2 separate regions of the Mus musculus genome follow, and region 1 is linked to region 2. Evidence: chromatin contacts called from public HiChIP or PLAC-seq data. All regions are on one chromosome and are shown on one strand. The core of a region is the stretch at or near the end of the contact, and the rest is flanking DNA. Distances in the headings are between cores, read along the strand shown. Region 1 holds the start of Arhgap29 (Rho GTPase activating protein 29). Region 2 overlaps Gm34119 (a long non-coding RNA gene).

What was found. HiChIP or PLAC-seq counts read pairs in DNA pulled down with a chosen protein or histone mark.
Region 1: an H3K27ac HiChIP or PLAC-seq map of heart atrium shows a contact between it and region 2, with 13 read pairs. The contact joins the promoter of Arhgap29 here to the enhancer-like site in region 2. A contact is called at or near these places in 9 of 39 promoter capture datasets (the 3T3-L1 cell line, 3T3-L1-derived adipocytes, the HPC-7 cell line and 4 more), 2 of 15 datasets of contacts at CTCF or cohesin (the NIH/3T3 cell line and liver), 25 of 484 Hi-C or Micro-C datasets (the CH12 cell line, the Patski cell line, brown adipocytes and 15 more), 12 of 115 datasets of contacts at active chromatin or transcription factors (cardiomyocytes, craniofacial prominence, embryonic fibroblasts and 7 more) and 4 of 9 other capture datasets (adipose tissue, embryonic stem cells, liver and 1 more).

The regions. Positions count from the first base shown.
Region 1 is chr3:121,966,410-121,969,915 of GRCm38.p6, reverse strand. Arhgap29 (Rho GTPase activating protein 29) reads right to left here and starts at 2,110. Exons shown (of 23, transcript NM_001356524.1): 1 at 1,959-2,110.
Region 2 is chr3:121,912,694-121,916,260 of GRCm38.p6, reverse strand. All of the region lies in intron 1 of Gm34119 (a long non-coding RNA gene), which reads right to left. Among named protein-coding and RNA genes, the nearest start is that of Gm34119, 11 kb to the right of the region's middle. Within about 2 kb of position 1,675, at least 40 of the 459 cell types and tissues checked have an H3K27ac peak or open chromatin away from gene starts, as enhancers often do. A contact at or near this core is called in 3T3-L1-derived adipocytes, adipose tissue, brown adipocytes and 4 more, where this site is marked.

The DNA of each region.
Region 1 (3,506 bases), core at 861-3,360, 53 kb before region 2:
TGGTAATATAAAGTATAGTTAATAACAGATTGAAACTGGTAATTTAATTAAATTAGATAGTGATGCATGGAAAGTACTTAGCACAGTGCCTGGCATGAAGACTCAGTCATTGTGAGCTATTATTACTAAGGCACTTGATTGTGGGAAATTGTTTTTAAGCAGATTTAAATAATAAACAAGCTGTGGCTTCATAAGTCTGCAGATTGTAAACAAGAAATATAGGGCTGGAACCAGTTCCAGAAGCTTAACTAATTTCATGGAAACCCGAATATGCTTCCAAGTGAAGTTTGAACTGTGCAAACAGGCTGCTGAGTGAAATATTTGGGAAACTAATTCTCATCTCTTCCAACTCCAAGCCATAAATATTAAGAACTGTATTATCTATTTCTTAAAGAATTTTATAGAAAGTAGAAAATGAATATACAAAAGCAACTCTAACCTCTAAATTATATGTGCTTTACAAATGTGGACTCAGAGCTCAGTGGGAAAGTGCTAAAAGGCCGGCAAGAGGCCCTCGGGCCAACCGACCAGCAGGAGAGAAAAAACCCAAAACATTCATATAGATTTCCTAAACTCTCAGATGGGGACTTTTCCAAGACTTCAGCAGTTTGTGTCAATCAAATGTCCCCTCACACAGTCCATAATGTATATGACAGAAGCAGAGAGCTAACTGGGATGTAAAACTTCCCAAAATATCTGCACTTTAGTTCTTTCTTATAGTTCAAAATTGCATGATTTCAGAAATCTGTTATTTCAGCATAATTTCTGAGTTTGTGAGAATCTATTAAAAGACACTGGGAAAAAAAGCTCACACAGGAATCAAGTGTAAAGGTCTTTAACTACACTTTTAAAAAACACTCTACAAAAACAGAACGGGAGCATGTCGGGAACAGCTTTATCCTTAACAACGTCTAAAGTAAGATATACAACACACATTTCATTCCTGTGCAGTCTGAACCCAGCAGGATAACTAAAAAAGAAAGAAAAAGGAAAAGGAAAAAGAGGGAGAAAAAGCTGCCCTGCCCCCCACGCCTCCAGAATGTCTAGCATTCCTGGCAAGGAGGGCTCGCCTCTGATCAGCCAAAACCACCCAATGCCAAAGCGCACGTTCCCTATGCCTGACTTCATGCATACAGAGGAAAGGAGAGAAACGAAAAAGGCCAGCCAACATCGATAGTGTCAGACAAAAGACTCAACTAACAAGAGATAGTCACAGAGGCCTTAACAGGTAACAATCCTGTCTCCAAAAATTTGTTTGGTGTGTTATCTCTCAAAGGTGAAAAACCGATAAGGAGAGACTGTCATCGGCCACTAGAATTCTACCTTCAAAATTCCAGGTCTTGAGCACATGCATCCATAAATGTTTTAAAATTAAAACCATCAAACCTCCAAACATATTCAAAACAAAATGAGAACACACCAAGACACTGAGAGTGTGCTCAAACAAAAATATTCTCTAAACACAAAACATAGAAGACAACAATATGCACGATGGGACTCCTAAAATACTTTGGGACTGAGCACCCCATCTGGAGCGAGAATTGCTGGCGGGGTTGGCGGGAGCACACTGCTCCAGAGCAAAAAGCACGGATTCTGGGGCAAGGGCGCATAGGATTAAGCCTTGATACTGTCAATTACTACTTTGGGCAGATTTTTCACCTCAGCTTCCCTGTTTGAGAAATGAGTTCAAGGGTCATGGAGCTGTCCTGAGAATTAAAGGAGTTACAAATTGGGAAGTTTCAGTACTCGGTAGGTAAATACGAGCTAACTGGCAGCTTTACTTAGAATACCATCTGCTCACCCCTGCAGGTCCTTAACTCACAGTCCAGTTCCTAAGCTTAGCGAGGACTAAGAGCACCGAGAACTAGCCGCACATTCGGACCCAGACTCGATAGCAACTCAGGGGAACCCCAACTCAGCAGCCTCGGTGGAAACGAGCACCACCGCCCCTCACTCACCGTGGGGCTCCATCCTGTATCCCCCGTGCCGACTTCAGATGAACGCCCACAGCCTGGCGGCGGCGGCTCGTGCCGCCTAGGGCTCAAACTTGCTGCCTCCATCCTCCATGCCGGGCCGAGCCAGCACTGCTGTGAGGCAGCTGGGGCAGAGGTGCTCCGCCCTGGCCCCACCTCTGCCCCGCCCCAGCCCACCCCCTGGGGCTCAGCCCATTGGCTCAAACTCGCAGGGGCGGGGACAGAGCGCAGAGAAGGTAGAGGAGCCCGGGGTGTGGTAGTCTGTCAGCAGCTTCTGGTCTGACAGGGTCTCCTCACAGAAGACATTGCTTAGGAAAAGTCACCTTAGAACTGGATTTGCTAATAGGCATTCTTGGGTGGTGTATTTCCTGGACCACTTTCATCTTCTGTCACCAAATCCCGAAATGATACGAGCTGAAGACGAAGGCTCCACTCAGGTAACATGCAACAAGGCCTACCTAGCCCTAATTCCAAAAGAATTAACTACATCGAAACCAGACAACCATTCAGCCCCTTATAAAGGGCAGAATTTTCCACCAAGGCCCGTGTTTGGTCAACTGCCTTTTCAAACTCACCTCAGGATATATGAAGGAATGGTTTAAAAAGCAGCAGGTCCCTCGAAATACAAGGACTCTTGAATTCAACACAGAAAGCTAAGCTAGAGAAAAACATGGGGAGGGTGCCTGTGGGAACAGTATAGAGACAGAAAAATGGCCACCTGTGGGAGGAAAAGGATCCAGGGCAGTGTGAGGGGAGGTGAAAGAACGGGCAGCAAACCCCAAGAGAGAAACAAGCAAAGAAAGAAGAGAGTAGGACCCAAGGAGACCAGAAAATAAGACAGAAATACTGTAGGCCCAACAAGTGAGGCATTGAATCAGGAGAAATTTCTGAAAAACAGACACTTAAATTTTCCAATTATTACCAGAAAAACAGCCCCCTTAGTGTAACTTGAAAGGATAAATATGGAATTGCTTGGTTACTTTAGCTCTACAGTGGATTTTTAAGATTCATACAAATATATCCCTTCTGCCCTCAAACACAAAATACCAAATTTGCGCTCCAAATATTCAGGAACCTCTCAAAACCAGACTACTTTTAATTGCATTCGGGGAAAAAAAGTAGCAAAGACTTTTAGCATGGAAACTGATGTTTGAACTTTTAAAGCAAGCTACTAAGAGGAAAGGCATCCTCAAGAATAAAGGGGGTGAGAGTACGACTACAGTTAGAAACACACATTTGGGGGGAAATGGTAAGAAGTGGCTGCTTCAAGTGGTTCTTAGCTGCTCACACCCCCATTAAGTTATTTAAAAATATGTCAATTCTCTTTTTATACATCTGCCATTCCATTTAATAAAGAAAACTGAGTTGAAGTTGGTGGCACATTTCTGTAGTCCTACAATTTAGGAGATAGAGGCAGATGGATCAAGATTCCAAAGCCAGTCTCAGCTACCCAATGAGTTCCAGGCCAGCCTAAGGCTACACAAGAGTCTATCTCACTGAGCTCCCAGCCACCACCGATCACTCCCATCCAAC
Region 2 (3,567 bases), core at 426-2,925:
ACCCCTCTCCTGTTTCCTCCGTTCTCAGATACTTTCCTGGGAGTTTTATTTATTTGTGTTTATAACATTTTACACAAAACAAGTAAATGATTCTTTAAAAATCGTCTTTGCTTGTTTGTTCCACCCCAGAGAATTCATAAAAATACAATGAGCCATGAGATAACAAATTTCTATCGGCCGGGCGGTGGTGACACACGCCTTTAATCCCAGCACTTGGGAGGCAGAGGCAGGCAGATTTCTGAGTTCGAGGCCAGCCTGGTCTACAGAGTGAGTTCCAGGATAGCTAGGGCTACACAGAGAAACCCTGTCTCAAAAACCAAAACAAACAAACAAACAACAAACAAACAAACAAAAATCTATCCTTATGATTCAGAACCCGTGAAGTGAACTTGGTGTGGCAATTCCTATCTGTCATCCCTGCCTGCATTTGGAAGGCAGAAGTCAAAAGACCATAAACAAGTTTGAGGCTATCCTGGACTATAGTGCGTTCTAGAGGAGCCTGGTCTACCAGAGAGAACCTCTCTTAGAAAACCAAAACCAAACAACAGCAGCAAAAACAAAACAAAACAAAAAAACAAGAAAAACAAATACATTGCCATTTGTGACAAGAATAAAAATCTAAGGAAACAGAAAAGTAGAATTGGCACCCATATTTAATCTCATGAAACCCAACTCATAACACTAAGTTGATGGAAACAAAACAAATACAGCATTAAAAAAAAAACCTTCGAAAATAATAATAAAGCACAAACACAGGGCTTCTGAAACTCAGCCACGCCACATCCTCTGCTCCCATTTGGATGTGACACACTGTTTTAAATGGCATTGGGTGGAGGCCCAGCAGGAAGGAAGCATCGGATATTGCTGGAACATATCTTTGTTTGAGCAACAGCTAAATGAGAAAGGTCACCATTATGCTTTGCTTTCAAACCCTGGGTCTGTTTTGAAATTAGCTCTGAACATTTCACCACAGATGCTGATTTATAATCACTGAAGCTCATAATCCCAAAGCATTCATCGTTTTCCCCCTCCCTCCCCAGCGAGGTGAGGAGGGTACGTTTATTTCCTTGCCACTGTTTGGATCACAATATGTCAGGAGAAGGTAAAATGCCCTTCATTTATGAACTTCAGAATTCCCGGTTATACAAAATTGCAACAGTTAAGTTTAAAGGACATCTAGCTTTCTAATTTCCTCTGTAATTGGGGGAGGACGGGGGATGGGGACTTGTTAAACTCATTGCCAGTGTTGGAGATGCAAGGCTCTTTAGCTATTGTTTCTCAACATTTATTGCATTCTTGTGCTGGATCAAGCACAAGGCCCGGAGATCCTAAGCCAGGCTAACTTTCTTTTGTGCAAACCGGCAAGTCCTATAAACTCCAGAAGCCCTCCTCCCAGGAAGGGCCGAGTTCCACCAAGAACAGTAGAAGCAGCTCTAGCACACATTCCTGGCACAATTTGGGAAGGGAGAACAGAAATCTAGCAAATCTCTCCGTTTATATTTTTGGTTTTCCCGGTTGGCCCCGCTGCTGTATTCCCATGTCTGGAGCACGTCCCACTGTGCGAACTGGAGCTCTCAGAATAAACGTTGGGAAAGGCTGGGTCCACCCTCCAGGGATAAGAGAGCCAGGGAAGGAGGAGGAGGGGGCAAAGGAAAAGGGAAGGGGACTCTGTCTTCCTGTGTTTGGATGACCTTTCCCTGTGTTTATCTGGAGAGACTGGGCAGCCACACTGTGTTTGGTGTTAGGCTGCCATGCGGCCTAGTTTTATATGGGCAAAGGACTTTTGTCTTCGCTTAGAAGGAGTGGGTTTAGCTCATCGAAAAACAGAGACAACAAAAAAGTTCACTAGGGTAAGGGCCTAAAAAAAGAAATTGTTTTCTTTAAAAATGTTTTTCTAAAATATTTATTAATTTATTTGAATGTGTATGGATGTTTTTCCCTGCATGCTGTGCACATGTCTGATGCCCACAGAAGCCAGAAGAGGGTATGAGATTCCCTGGAGCTGGAGTTACAGATGGTTGTGAGCCACCATTTGGATGCCGGGAATCAAACCTGTGTCCTCTCTAAGAATGATTATCCCTAATGGACTAGCCATACGTTCAGCCACAAGAAATCTTCCTAAAGGTTCACATTAGCTTGTGTCTAGCCGGTCCCCTCCTGTTCACTGAGATGGATCTACCTGTGTGTCTGCCTTCCTGCTAAGGCGCGGCTGAAGAGTGTCTTCCTTGGCCCAGATCTCTCCAGATCCTTTTTAGTTTAGTTAAACCTATTTAACCATTTCTTTATTTAGAAATGGGTCCAGCTACAGAGCTCGGGGTTGACCTTGAACTTAGGACGCTTCTGTCTCAGTCTTCCAGTGTTAAAACTGCAAGTGTGCGCCATCAGCCAAACCTTCAACTTTTAGCATCTATGAATTCCACAAAACACACACATGTACACATGTACATAGCGTGGGCCTATCATATTCATAAACCAATACTTAAAAGAAGAAGAAAAGCTGGAGAAATGGTGTTAGATAAACAATAGAAAATCCTCCTCCAATGGCCTCCTTGTGCCAGATGTGGTGACCGGCCCTAGACCTACATGGAGCCGGCTACACAGGGGGCGTGGACAGGCGGGAAGCAGCTTGCAGCAGATCTTTGTGCTCTTTCTTTAGCTGGCTCTGTGATTTGGACAAGTTATCTTCTTTAGCAAAAAATTTTAATGAAATATTTGATAGAATATTATCCAGGTTTAAGTGGGGAAAACAATTCCAAGACAGGCTAAAACACACATGACTATTGAAGGCATCCTAAATGAGATAAAGCAGTCATAGAAGACACAGACTGTATGGCTGTCCTTCTATCAAGTGGCCAAATTCAACAGATAGAAAACCCAACACTTGCTAAAGGTCAAAGGGTAAAGGAAATGGGGGGGGGTCACTGTTTAAGGGGCAGAGGTTCAGTTCACAGGGGTCCAGTTTACAACAGGAAACGTAATATGTGGAGATGACACCTGCATAACAATGTGAATGTAGCTGATACCCGTGAGCTACACTCTTAAAAGCCAATTATTTTAAATGGCAAGTTAGCAAAAACTTGTATTTTATTATGATTTTTTAAAAATGCTGCAGATAGCCTGGTACACAGCATACTGTGAACACGTAATGAATGCTCATAACACAAAGATCACTCCTCCCCGAACAGCCCCAAGGGTGGAACACCCGCAGCTGTGCGCTTACAGCAGCTGAAATGGGGCTTGAAGGTGATCACTTGCTGCCTAGTAGTTTCAAATATTGCTTTGATTACATTAAACTTCTGTTCAACAATGTAAGAGTGCTACATATCTCTGTGGTAGCGCTTAGATGCTGCTTGGGGTTACATTTCTTATTTGCAGGCTGAAACAACTGCAATTTCAGCTTCATTCCAGTTTTGAGGACATCCCTCCATTCTCTTATCAGCGGTGGCTGCTGCTGTCGCCGCTGCCGCCGCCGCCACCACCATCACCACCATCACCACCACCACCACTCCCTTGCTCCCAAGCAGCAAGCCTAGGGCCTCTCACAGGCTAGCCCCTCTTCTGTGTTCT